Linked DNA regions of Mus musculus: region 1 is linked to region 2. A link is a contact called in public HiChIP or PLAC-seq data. All regions are on one chromosome and are shown on one strand. The core of a region is the stretch at or near the end of the contact, and the rest is flanking DNA. Distances in the headings are between cores, read along the strand shown. Region 1 holds the start of Aven (apoptosis, caspase activation inhibitor). Region 2 holds the start of Platr8 (pluripotency associated transcript 8).

Region 1 (5,254 bases), core at 456-2,955, 2.6 Mb after region 2:
GTTTTTCCCTATATAATCCAAACATTTGTTTTTTCCTTTCCATGAGCCCGTCCCCCTCGCCCCGTGGTGACTTCCCTGACTTGAATTTTCACCAGTGGGGAAATAACCTATCAATTAAGAGCAGTTGTTGCTTTTGTAGAAGACCAAGGTTTGGTTATCAGCATCCACATGGTAGCTAAGACTATCCATGACTCCAGTCCTAGGGAATCCAAAGCTGTCTTCAGGTATCTGTGGGTACCAAGTACTCTTTTTTTTTTTTTTTTCCTTGAGACAGGGGTTCCCTGGCTGTACTGGAACTCACTTTGTAGACCAGGCTGGCCTCGAACTCAGAAATCTACCTGCCTCTGCCCTGCCAAGTGCTGGGATTAAAGGCGTGGGCCACCACTGCCCAGCTGGGATAACCATTTTAAAAGACATTTTATCTTAAGCTGACAAACCTCCAGGGGTTCTCTCATCACATAGGTTCCCCCACTCCCTGCCACCTGTTAGCTGGGTCAACTCCAGTTCAGTCATCAGGCTGTACCTTGGGGGTTTACTTAAGAAAAGCCAACTTCCAGCTTTGATCTTGAGTTGCTCACAGCATTCAGCTCACTGGAGCAGAATCATTTGTTTATATAATTATCTTCCACGTGAATTGAGGACTTTAGGGTGGGGCCAATCTGTCTTTTCAATTCGGAACATAGTGCTACTGGTATATAATTCTGTACACAATTAGAAGTGATATATGGCTATAAGGAAGGGGCCTAAGACGCGATGAAAGTGACATTTCTTTTGGTAGGCTGATTCCATCCCTTTGCTTTTATTATTATTAATTAATTACTTTTACTTTTACTTTATTTTTATTTTTTTGAGACAGGGTCACTGTGTAGCCCTTGCAGTCCTGTAACTCTGACCTGCACTCTGTAAAGCAGACTGGCTGTGAACTCTGAGATGGGCCTACCCCTGGCTCTCCAGTGCTGGGATTAAAAGGCCTGCACCACCATGGCTGGGCTTGCTTTCATTGTTTTCAGGTAGCTTCCTTAAGACAAAATTAACCTCGGCTTCTGTTAACCTCGGCTTCTGTTGTTTCTTTCTCTCTCTCTCTCTCTCTCTCTCTCTCTCTCTCTCTCTCTCTCTCTCTTTCTTTCTTTCTTTCTCACGCCAAAGACGATTTTAGCATTCTCCAACTGAGCTACGTTCCCAGCTCTCTCTTGTCTTTCTATAACTAACTTTCCCGCTACCCTTGTCTTTGGACCCTGTCTAACCAAGTCCTGCTAGGGGAGTTAAGCTCTCTAGGACTGTTGCCTCATTGCAAAATAAGGGCAAGTACCTATGAGAATCAAGCGCTCAATGTGAGTTACAGCAACGACGTTTACAAGTTCTCTTCAAGATTTTCAAGCATCTTTCCCCTTCCCTACCGGACCCTCCACCCACTTGAGCCGCTGTCCAGACCTGTGACTTGGGACTCACCCTCAACCCTTCCTAAATCCTGACTTTAAAATGACTTATCTTCTTTAAATCAGGTTAACTAAAAAACTCATCGGACACCTTAGGTTTTGTGTCATGCAAACACTCATATGAATTAAGAACTATCACACAAAGTGACTTTATGGCGTCCTTTTATTACAGATCACTTCGTGGTCCCCGCCCCGGCCGGGCCCCGCGCCCCGATCACCACGGCCGGCGCTCGGCTGCTTCCGGTGGGGCCTGCGCTCTCCGCGGCGGCTCGCGCGTTCTGCTCGCCGGCGGCCTCATGCAGGCTGAGCGCGGGGCTAGGGGCGGCCGCGGGCGGCGGGGAGGCCGGGAGCGGCCCGGAGGGGACCGAGAGCCGGTCGGGGCAGCGACGGCGCTGGCGAGAGGAGGCTGCGGGGACGGAGGCGGCCGGCGGGGCCGAGGCCGGGGCTTCCGCCGAGGCCGAGGAGGTGGCGGCCTGCGAGGCGGCCGCTGGGAGCCTGGAGGCCGGGGCGGCGGAGCCAGCACTCGGGTAAGGAGCGCGGGTTGCTGCGGCCGCTAGCCGGCGTGTGGGGAGCGCGAGGCACAGCGCCTGCGCGGGATGGAGCCGGGAGGGCGCGCGGGGGGGGGGGGGAGGGAGAGGGGACATGCACGTGTACCGTGCACGCTCAGCCCCTGGCTGCTTGTGGCCGAAGGACTAAGCGACCGGCCTCCGCGTTTTGCTGGTGCCAGAGTCCCATGGTCTGATGGAGACTAACGGCGGCGCCTGGTGTCCGGGCTACAGCCTGGCGTGCTATCCCAGAAGTGACTTCCTGCGGAGCGAAGTCTACCAGAATACAGATTTACACAGAAGTGTTTACTCTGCCCTCCGTTTCCTTTATCCCATCCCACATTGCCTAGGTAACAGTGTCTGTGGTCACCCATACCTGGATGGAAGGACATGGGGGGAAGATTATGTCTTCATTTTGGTTTGGATTGGTGACCTCTAAGATCTTTCCCACTCTTCAGATTCGTATTTAGTCTCGCCGAGACTATTCTGGGTACCTAAAGATTAAATGAGGAGAAACTGACCGACCTTCCCAAGGCCTTTCTGTACTCATATCTTATATGTTGGGCACATTGGTGCTCTAAATCAGGATTAGTGCAGTGCTCTGAAAGCAGTCAACAGCGTTCCAGCTGTGTAGGGACCACTGTCCAGCTGCAGGATTCCACACAGTCTACGTCCTTTGCTTTCCCTCTGGATGATTAGACTGCAAATGGAAACAACTTCTAGATATGTACTCCTCCAAAGTAACTTACTTGGGAACTAAGAAGCCCTGAAACCATTCCTTCTAAAGATGTGTGGTATGAACCATGAGCTTACTGAGTGTGATAAGCAAATTATCAGGACAGTCACCTTTACTGCAGTGTGTTATTATCCTTAATGCAATTGTTAATTTCGCAAAATACAAGAATTTGTTTATATCTATTTTTTGTTTTTGTTAAAGAAGTATATTAGTTTTTCTGCGCCCGTGGACCCGTCTCTCTCTCCTCTTCCTCTCTTCCTCTCTTTCTCTCTCTCTCTCTCTCTCTCTCTCTCTCTCTCTCTCTCTCTCTCTCTCTCTCTGTGTGTGTGTGTGTGTACATAAGTGTAGTGCCAGCAGAGGCCAGAAGGCATCAGATCCTTTGAGCCCACGTTAAAGGCAGTTATGTTTTCCAGAACAGTAGCAAACTGCTCTTAATCCTCTGTAAGGCACCCACACTCTCGGTATATGCACCCCCCCTACATTCATGTAAATAAAAATAAACACAAGAATGCAAATGTTTTTTCTGCGGGGCAGTGGTGGCGCACATCTTTGATCCCAGCACTTGGGAGGCAGAGGCAGGCTGATTTCTGAGTTTGAGGCCAGCCTGGTCTATAGAGTGAGTTCCAGGATAGCCAGGGCTACACAGAGAAACCCTGTCTCAAAAAAACCACACACACCCACACACACACCCCCCCCCCCCCCCACACACACAATAATGCAAATGTTTGACTCCAGTTCCTTTGAATATATACCTAGTAATAGGATTGTGGAATCCTTAGTGGTGGTTATAGTTTTTATTTTTAAGGAACAGCCGTACTGCTCTTTGTAATGCTATACCAATTGATGTTACCATAACATATGAGAGTTCCTATCTCTGCATTTTTGGGAGTTTTGTTTGTTTGTTTGTTTGTTTTTCGAGACAGGGTTTCTCTGTGTAGCCCTGGCTGTCCTGGAACTCACTCTGTAGACCAGGCTGGCCTCGAACTTAGAGATCCACCTGCCTCTACCTCCCAAGTGCTGGGATTAAAGGCATGCGCCACCACGCCCGGCCTATCTCTGCATTTTTTGCTAGCCCTTGTTGGTTTTTAAAATTCCTCCTCTTCCTTCTCTTTCTCCTCTTCCTCATCTTCTTTCTCATCATCTTCTAGATAGGATCTCACTATGTAGCCCACCCTTGCCTTAAATCAAGATCTTCCTGCCTCAATTTCTTTTTTTTTTTTTTAAAGATTTATTTATTAATATATGTAAGTACACTGTAGCTGTCTTCAGACACTCCAGAAGAGGGAGTCAGATTTTGTTTGGGATGGTTGTGAGCCACCATGTGGTTGCTGGGATTTGAACTCTCGACCTTCAGAAGAGCAGTCGGGTGCTCTTACCCACTGAGCCATCTCACCAGCCCCCCTGCCTCAATTTCTAAGGTATGGGATTACACATCTACTTTACCACAGCTGGGTTTATTTATTCATTTAACTGTTTGTTTGCTGTGATATAATCTTATCATGTAGTTCAGCCTGGAACGCAAACTCAGAACCCTAGAACCCTGGTTTTATTTTAACTACGTTTTTGTTGTTGTTCTTTTTTTGTTGTAGGCATATTTTATTTATTTTCTTATTTTTTAGACAGGGTCTCAGCATGTAACCTTGGCTGCCCTGGAAACTGACTCTGTAGACCAGGCAGGCAGGCCTTGAACTCAGAGATCTACCTGCCTCTGCCTCCTGTGTTGGATTAAAGGTGATCTTTCATTGTGTGGGTTTTTTTTTTTTTGTGGTTGTTGTTTATTTGTTTGTTTTTCCATTTATTTAGAAGTTTCTAGATACTGTTAGGTGAGTAGCTTGTTCTCATGATTTTGATGATGAGTGACACTGAGATTCCTTTTCATATATGCACTGGCCATTTGGGTCTCCTCTTTGGGGACATATCCCTTCAGGTGATTCAACCCTGTTTTAATCAGACCCTTTCTGCTTTTTGTATTTGAGTAGTCTGAGGTCGTTATAAATTCTGCAGGATCATCTTTTGCTGGGCGAACAGCTTGTAGACATTTCTTCTCCTTCCCTACGCAGGCTGTTCTCCTACTCTGTTGGTTGTCTCCTCTGTCCTTGACATGATCCCCTTTGTCAAGGTGGCCTCTGTTGTTTGGGCTGTTGAGGTCAGATCCAAAGAAAGCTTTGCCCAGAGCAATGTCCTGGGGTGTTTCTCTGATGCTTTCTTCTGATAGTTTCAGGTTTCATATTTGAAGTCTGTTTTATTTAGAGTTGATTTTGTATATGGCTTATTTCTTTGGGGGTGTGGATATGTGCATGTATCCCTGGGGTTTTCTTGCTCCTTTTTGGTGGCAGGATTGAACATAGGGTGGCATGAATGTTAGTAAGTCACATTTAAACCACATGCTGTCATTTTTTTTTTAAACCAGGACTGTACAGTTTAGCCTTTTACCTACACTTTGTAGTGTGTCTTAAACTCTGATCTTAAAGTTTAACTTTCGTTTCTTTGTTTAAAGTATTTAGGATCTTTTTACAGTTTCATGCAAGTTTTAGGAG
Region 2 (5,085 bases), core at 780-3,279:
GAGGTTACAGTTCAAAATTTCATATGGACTCACAAAAGTCCCTGAGTAGCCAAAACAATACTAGACAGGAAAAGAAACACTCGAGGCAGCACAAACTCAAACTATATTGCAGAGCTATAGTTACAAAACCTGCGTGGCAACTGTACAAAACCATGTAGATCAATGGATTAAAGCACAGGGATTCAGACCTAAACTCAAACAGCAACAGCTACTTGATTTTTTTTTAAATTTATTTATGTATATGAGTGTACTGTAGCTGTACGGATGGTTGTAGAGCCTTCATGTGGTTGTTGGGAATTGAATTTTAGGACCTCTGCTTGCTCTGCTCCGGTCAGTCCTGCTCCATCAGCCCCTGTTCACTCAGCCCCTGTTCACTCTGTCCCAAAGATTTATTTATTATTATAAATAAGTACACCATTGCTGTCTTCAGGCACACCAGAAGAGGGCATCGGATCTCATTATGGATGGTTGTGAGTCACCATGTGGTTTCTGGGATTTGAACTCAGGAACCACTTCGCCAGCCCCAGCTACTGACAAAGGTCTAAACATAATATGAAAAAGAGAGGCTCCTCAACAAATGGTATTAGGGAAAGTTTACCTACTCCTTTGGAAGAATCAAACTCCCTACTCAATGTCATCCTATGCAATGGATCAGACAATAAAGAAACATCTGAAATCACTGGAGGAAACTTAGGTAAAACAGAAGCACAGGAAATAATCCCAGGGTTAAACAAATTGAGTTATGTGAAATAGAAAAGGTTCTGTACAATAAAAATTAAAACAATTCCCAGAGTGAAGAGACTAGCTATAGGGGAAAAAGCTATGACAACCACACGTCCTACAGAGTTAGCTGGTGGTCACTACTTTATGGGTTCTTCTTTCCCACCCTTTATCCACACTCACACCCACCCCATTCACCTCCTTTCACTAGATAGGAGAGAAAGAAGGGTATAGGGAGAGAAGATCCACCAAAGGAAGTTCTCTCCTTTTGTTTCTTCTTTAAGCATGACTACTATGACTACTAACAAACTGCAACCACTCCCCACCCCCCCACCTCCCAAACAGAACACCAACTTCACCTATTGGTGGTCTAGCATTTATACACCCTCTGAAAAGTTCCCAGAATCCCATGCGTAGCACAACTGCAGAAACTGTCTGCATCTGGCAAAAACATGTCTCTGCTAGAGCACGAGGCAGATCGTAATCATCTGCTTCAGACATTCCGAAGCAGCCCCGTATCCCCACGACCTGGGATTAAAACAAAAGCACGGTTCGGTCTTATACCAAATTGCAGAAATGTCACTACAAAATAACATCTAGACCACAGAAAGAGTTGTGAAAATGAAACGCTGAAAGAACAAACCATCCAACCAACAGATGAGCCGATGAAACCAGACAGACCTCCTCAGGAGAAAAATGCAAATGCCCAATAGACACGCAAGTGTTTACCATGTTTACCCAGGCATCTTACCCCAGTCACTATAGCTATCCTCAGACAACAATAAACACTGATCAGAAGGTAGAGAAAGAGAAACCCTTATATAATGAGCGTGGGACTGTAAACCGGTGCAGCCGTGATGGGCGTTAGTGTGTGGGTGTCTCAAAAAATCCTGAAGGCAGAGGCTGGCAAGACGGCTAAACCGGCAAAGCCGCATGCTATGCAAGGTTGGAGACCTGAACCAGATCTCTAGAACCCACGTGAAGATGGACGTAGAGAATTGGCTCCACAGACTTGTACTATGGCCTACCCATGCTCACCCCCAAGCCGTGAACATACACACACGCCAATAAGAATGAACTGAATTTAAGAAATGAAAATAGAACTACTCACCATGTGTCCTTAGCAATCTCTGGAAGACGTTCCTGAAGGAGGAAGTCAGCATACCACAGGAATATTTGCACTTCATGCCTAGGGCTTCACAATAGCAGAAACAAAAACAAAAACCAACAAATGAAAACAAACAAACAAACAAACAAACAAAACCAGAAACCATTCAACAGCTGAGGGGATAGAGAAAATGGTATTTTATTCAGTCCTAGCGGAAACCGCAGCATTTACAGGAACTGGAAATCATTGTTAAGCAAAAGAAGCCAGACTCAGAAAGACCAATTCCCCAGGGTCCTCTCAAATGTAAACTACAGATTTAAAGTGGGGTGGGGCCACTGGAAGTAGAAAGCATACAGTGAAAAGGAAGGAAGAGCTCTTAAGTGAGAGTGGACAGTAAAAGGCAGGAAAGGACGAGATAAATGCGCGGGACAGGAAATCTGAAGGGAGCTTCTGAGGGAGAAAGGGGAGCAGCAGGAGGGCGCGGGGAAGCTAGGGACAGGGTGTCGGGCAGTGGGGTAATGCTGAACAGGAACAAGTGCAATGAGTTATAGGCGTGAAAACATCATGGTAAAACCCACTACTTTGTATATCAAAAAGGGAAAGCAGTTGGGTATGGTGGCACAGGGAAGGAAGGCAGGGACGGGAGGAGCTCTGTGAATTTGAAGCCAACATGGTTGTGAGCTCTGAGACAGCCAGTACTACATAGACTCTGACTCAAAAACAAACAAAGCAGCCGGGGCGTTGGTGGCACACGCCTTTAATCCCAACACTCAGGAGGCAGAGACAGGCGGATTTCTGAGTTCGAGGACAGCCTGTCTACAAAGTGAGTTCCAGGACCTCCAAAAAACCAAAACAAAACATGAACAACAAACAAGCAATCAGACCCATACACATAAACACGAAGAAAATCTTATTGGAATAAACACAGCAAGAACTGTTTGTTTATGCGTTTCATATGATTACTTTTGAGGTGCGATAATGAAGTTGAAGAATTGTGATAGAGATACCTTAAAAAAAAAAAAAACACCTAAAATACTTTCTTATTATTGGACCTTAGCAGGAACTCTACTGATGTTTACTGCAAACTTGTACTTTAACACTGAGTTAAATTCTCAATCCCTTGGGGAAAATTATTTCAATAGAACATAATGTAACAATGAAGATTAATTAAGAATAGCCATTAACGTCCCAAACATGAGGGAAAACTCATAAGTTGAGTGCAAAACAAAGCAAGTTGCAGAAAAGTCTTGAATGATACTTTTCTAAGCAATACTTAGTACATTGTTTAGGGACACAATGAAGCCGTGTAGCTAGGCATGGGAATTAACTATGACCTTTACAAAATGCTTACTTTGCAGGGAATGGAAGAAATAAAGAATGGGGGAGAAAGACAAAGAGAAATTCAACCATATTTGTAGCATTTTATTTCACAAGTGGCTGGCTGTAAATTCACGCTTGTGAAATCAGAGATATTTCAGAAAAAGTGAAACTCTGTATAATTGTTGAGCCCCTACTGTTCCAGTTTTAATGTGGTTTTAACCTTGGATTTTACCTAGTATGTAGGACATCTATATATATATATATACACTGTTCAGGTCCTTTTTATAAGAGTGTCAGGGTGGTGGGGCATTGTGGCCAAAGTCCAGCTTCTCTACCCATCAGCCCAGTGCCCTTTGCACAAAGGCACCAAAGTGAGCATGCCCAGATGGGAGCTTCCTTCACTTCCAGTGCCTCACAAAGGGCACAACAACTGGGTCACACTTTTACCTTCCCTTTCCTTTTAAAACAGTCTCCCTGTGTAGCCCATGCTGGAATTGACTTTGTGGTTCTCCATCTCCAGCTTCTATAGCTCTAGAGTTACAGTTTGTACCAACACAGCCACTTCTCAGGCTGCAGCCCTTACCTCCCTGCGGTGCCGCAAATGTACCCATCTGTGGGGCTAAGAGAAGCAGCTTCCTTCAGCAGACTAATATGTTGGATTTTTTTTTTCCTTGCTCTTTGCCAAGGGTGAAGGTTGAACTTGAGTTATCCTTGATATCTTCCCTGAGCTTAGGTGAGAGTGGTTGTCATTTGGGACAGTGCGCTGGATGTTGTTTCTTCATTTCATTGTGGTTTTATGTTCTAACAGGACAACTTGTCACAGAGATAAAAACTAATATAATAGATAGATTCATTCTCAGGGACGTTCACTGATGAGTAACTCTACGATTAGGGTTAGGGATATGAACCTTTTTCTTTTCTGTTTTGTTGTTGTTGCTGTTTTGTTTTTTTCAAGACCAAATTTCTCTGTGTAACAAGCCCTGGCTGTCTTCAAACTCACAGAGATCTGTGCTTTTTTAATTATACTGTACATGTGATTCTTATAACTACCAAAATTTGGAAACACTTGATGTACATACGTGTTTTGCCTGCATGTTTATGTGTTTACCATATATACACATGCATGCTTGATGCTCATGGAGACCGGGAGAATGTCAGATGCCCTGGTCTTGGAGTCACAGATAGTTGTGAGACACCATGAACGTGCTAGAAACAGAATCGATATCTTCTGCAAGAGCAGCCAGTGCTCTGAGCTACTGAGCTATCTCTCCAGCCACTTCGAAATACTTCTTTACTGAGGAGAGCTTCTTTACTGAAGAGAGAGAGAGAGAGAGAGAGAGAGAGAGAGAGAGAGAGAGAGAGAGAGAAACATGGAAATGAGTCTGGACATGGTGATTCATACTATTATTCCAGCATTCATGAAGCTGAGGCAGGAGGATGGTGAGTTGAGTTCAGTCTAGATTACATAGCAAAACTCTGTCAACATAAATATTTGTCAGAAATAAAAGCATCCATGAAGTGTATAGTTACCTTAATATAACAAAAAGTATACCTTAGAAGGAGTTGTGTTTTTTAAGAAAGAAGATTTTAGCTGGGCATGGTGGCACACGCCTTTAATCCTAGCACTTGAGAGGCAGAGGCAGGCAAATTTCTGAGTTCGAGGCCAGCATGGTCTAGAAAGTGAGTGCCAGGACAGCCAGGGCTATACAGAGAAACCCTGTCTCAAAAAACCAAAAAAAAAAAAAAAAAAAAAAAAAAAAAGACTTTAAGTATCAATTAGAATTAGACTTTTTCCTCACTTTATTTACTCATGAAATTGGCTGAAAAGTAATAGAAATGGAAAAACAAAAACAAAAAACAAGTTGCGGAGGCTTCTGAAATACTAACTAGACCAGGAGTGAGATGATCTTGGGCAGAGGGCAGAAGAACATGGTATC

The links. HiChIP or PLAC-seq counts read pairs in DNA pulled down with a chosen protein or histone mark.
Region 1: a contact with region 2 is called in an H3K27ac HiChIP or PLAC-seq map of embryonic stem cells, with 6 times the contacts expected there. The contact joins the promoter of Aven here to the promoter of Platr8 in region 2. A contact is called at or near these places in 2 of 39 promoter capture datasets (embryonic stem cells and pre-B cells), 2 of 484 Hi-C or Micro-C datasets (pre-B cells and pro-B cells), 2 of 115 datasets of contacts at active chromatin or transcription factors (both in embryonic stem cells) and 1 of 9 other capture datasets (adipose tissue).

The regions. Positions count from the first base shown.
Region 1 is chr2:112,491,259-112,496,512 of GRCm38.p6, forward strand. Aven (apoptosis, caspase activation inhibitor) reads left to right here and starts at 1,706. Exons shown (of 6, transcript NM_028844.3): 1 at 1,706-1,963. The coding sequence starts at 1,733. It also overlaps a transcript of Chrm5 not described here.
Region 2 is chr2:109,911,290-109,916,374 of GRCm38.p6, forward strand. It overlaps Platr8 (pluripotency associated transcript 8), which reads right to left and starts at 2,030. Exons shown (of 5, transcript NR_033473.1): 1 at 1,832-2,030.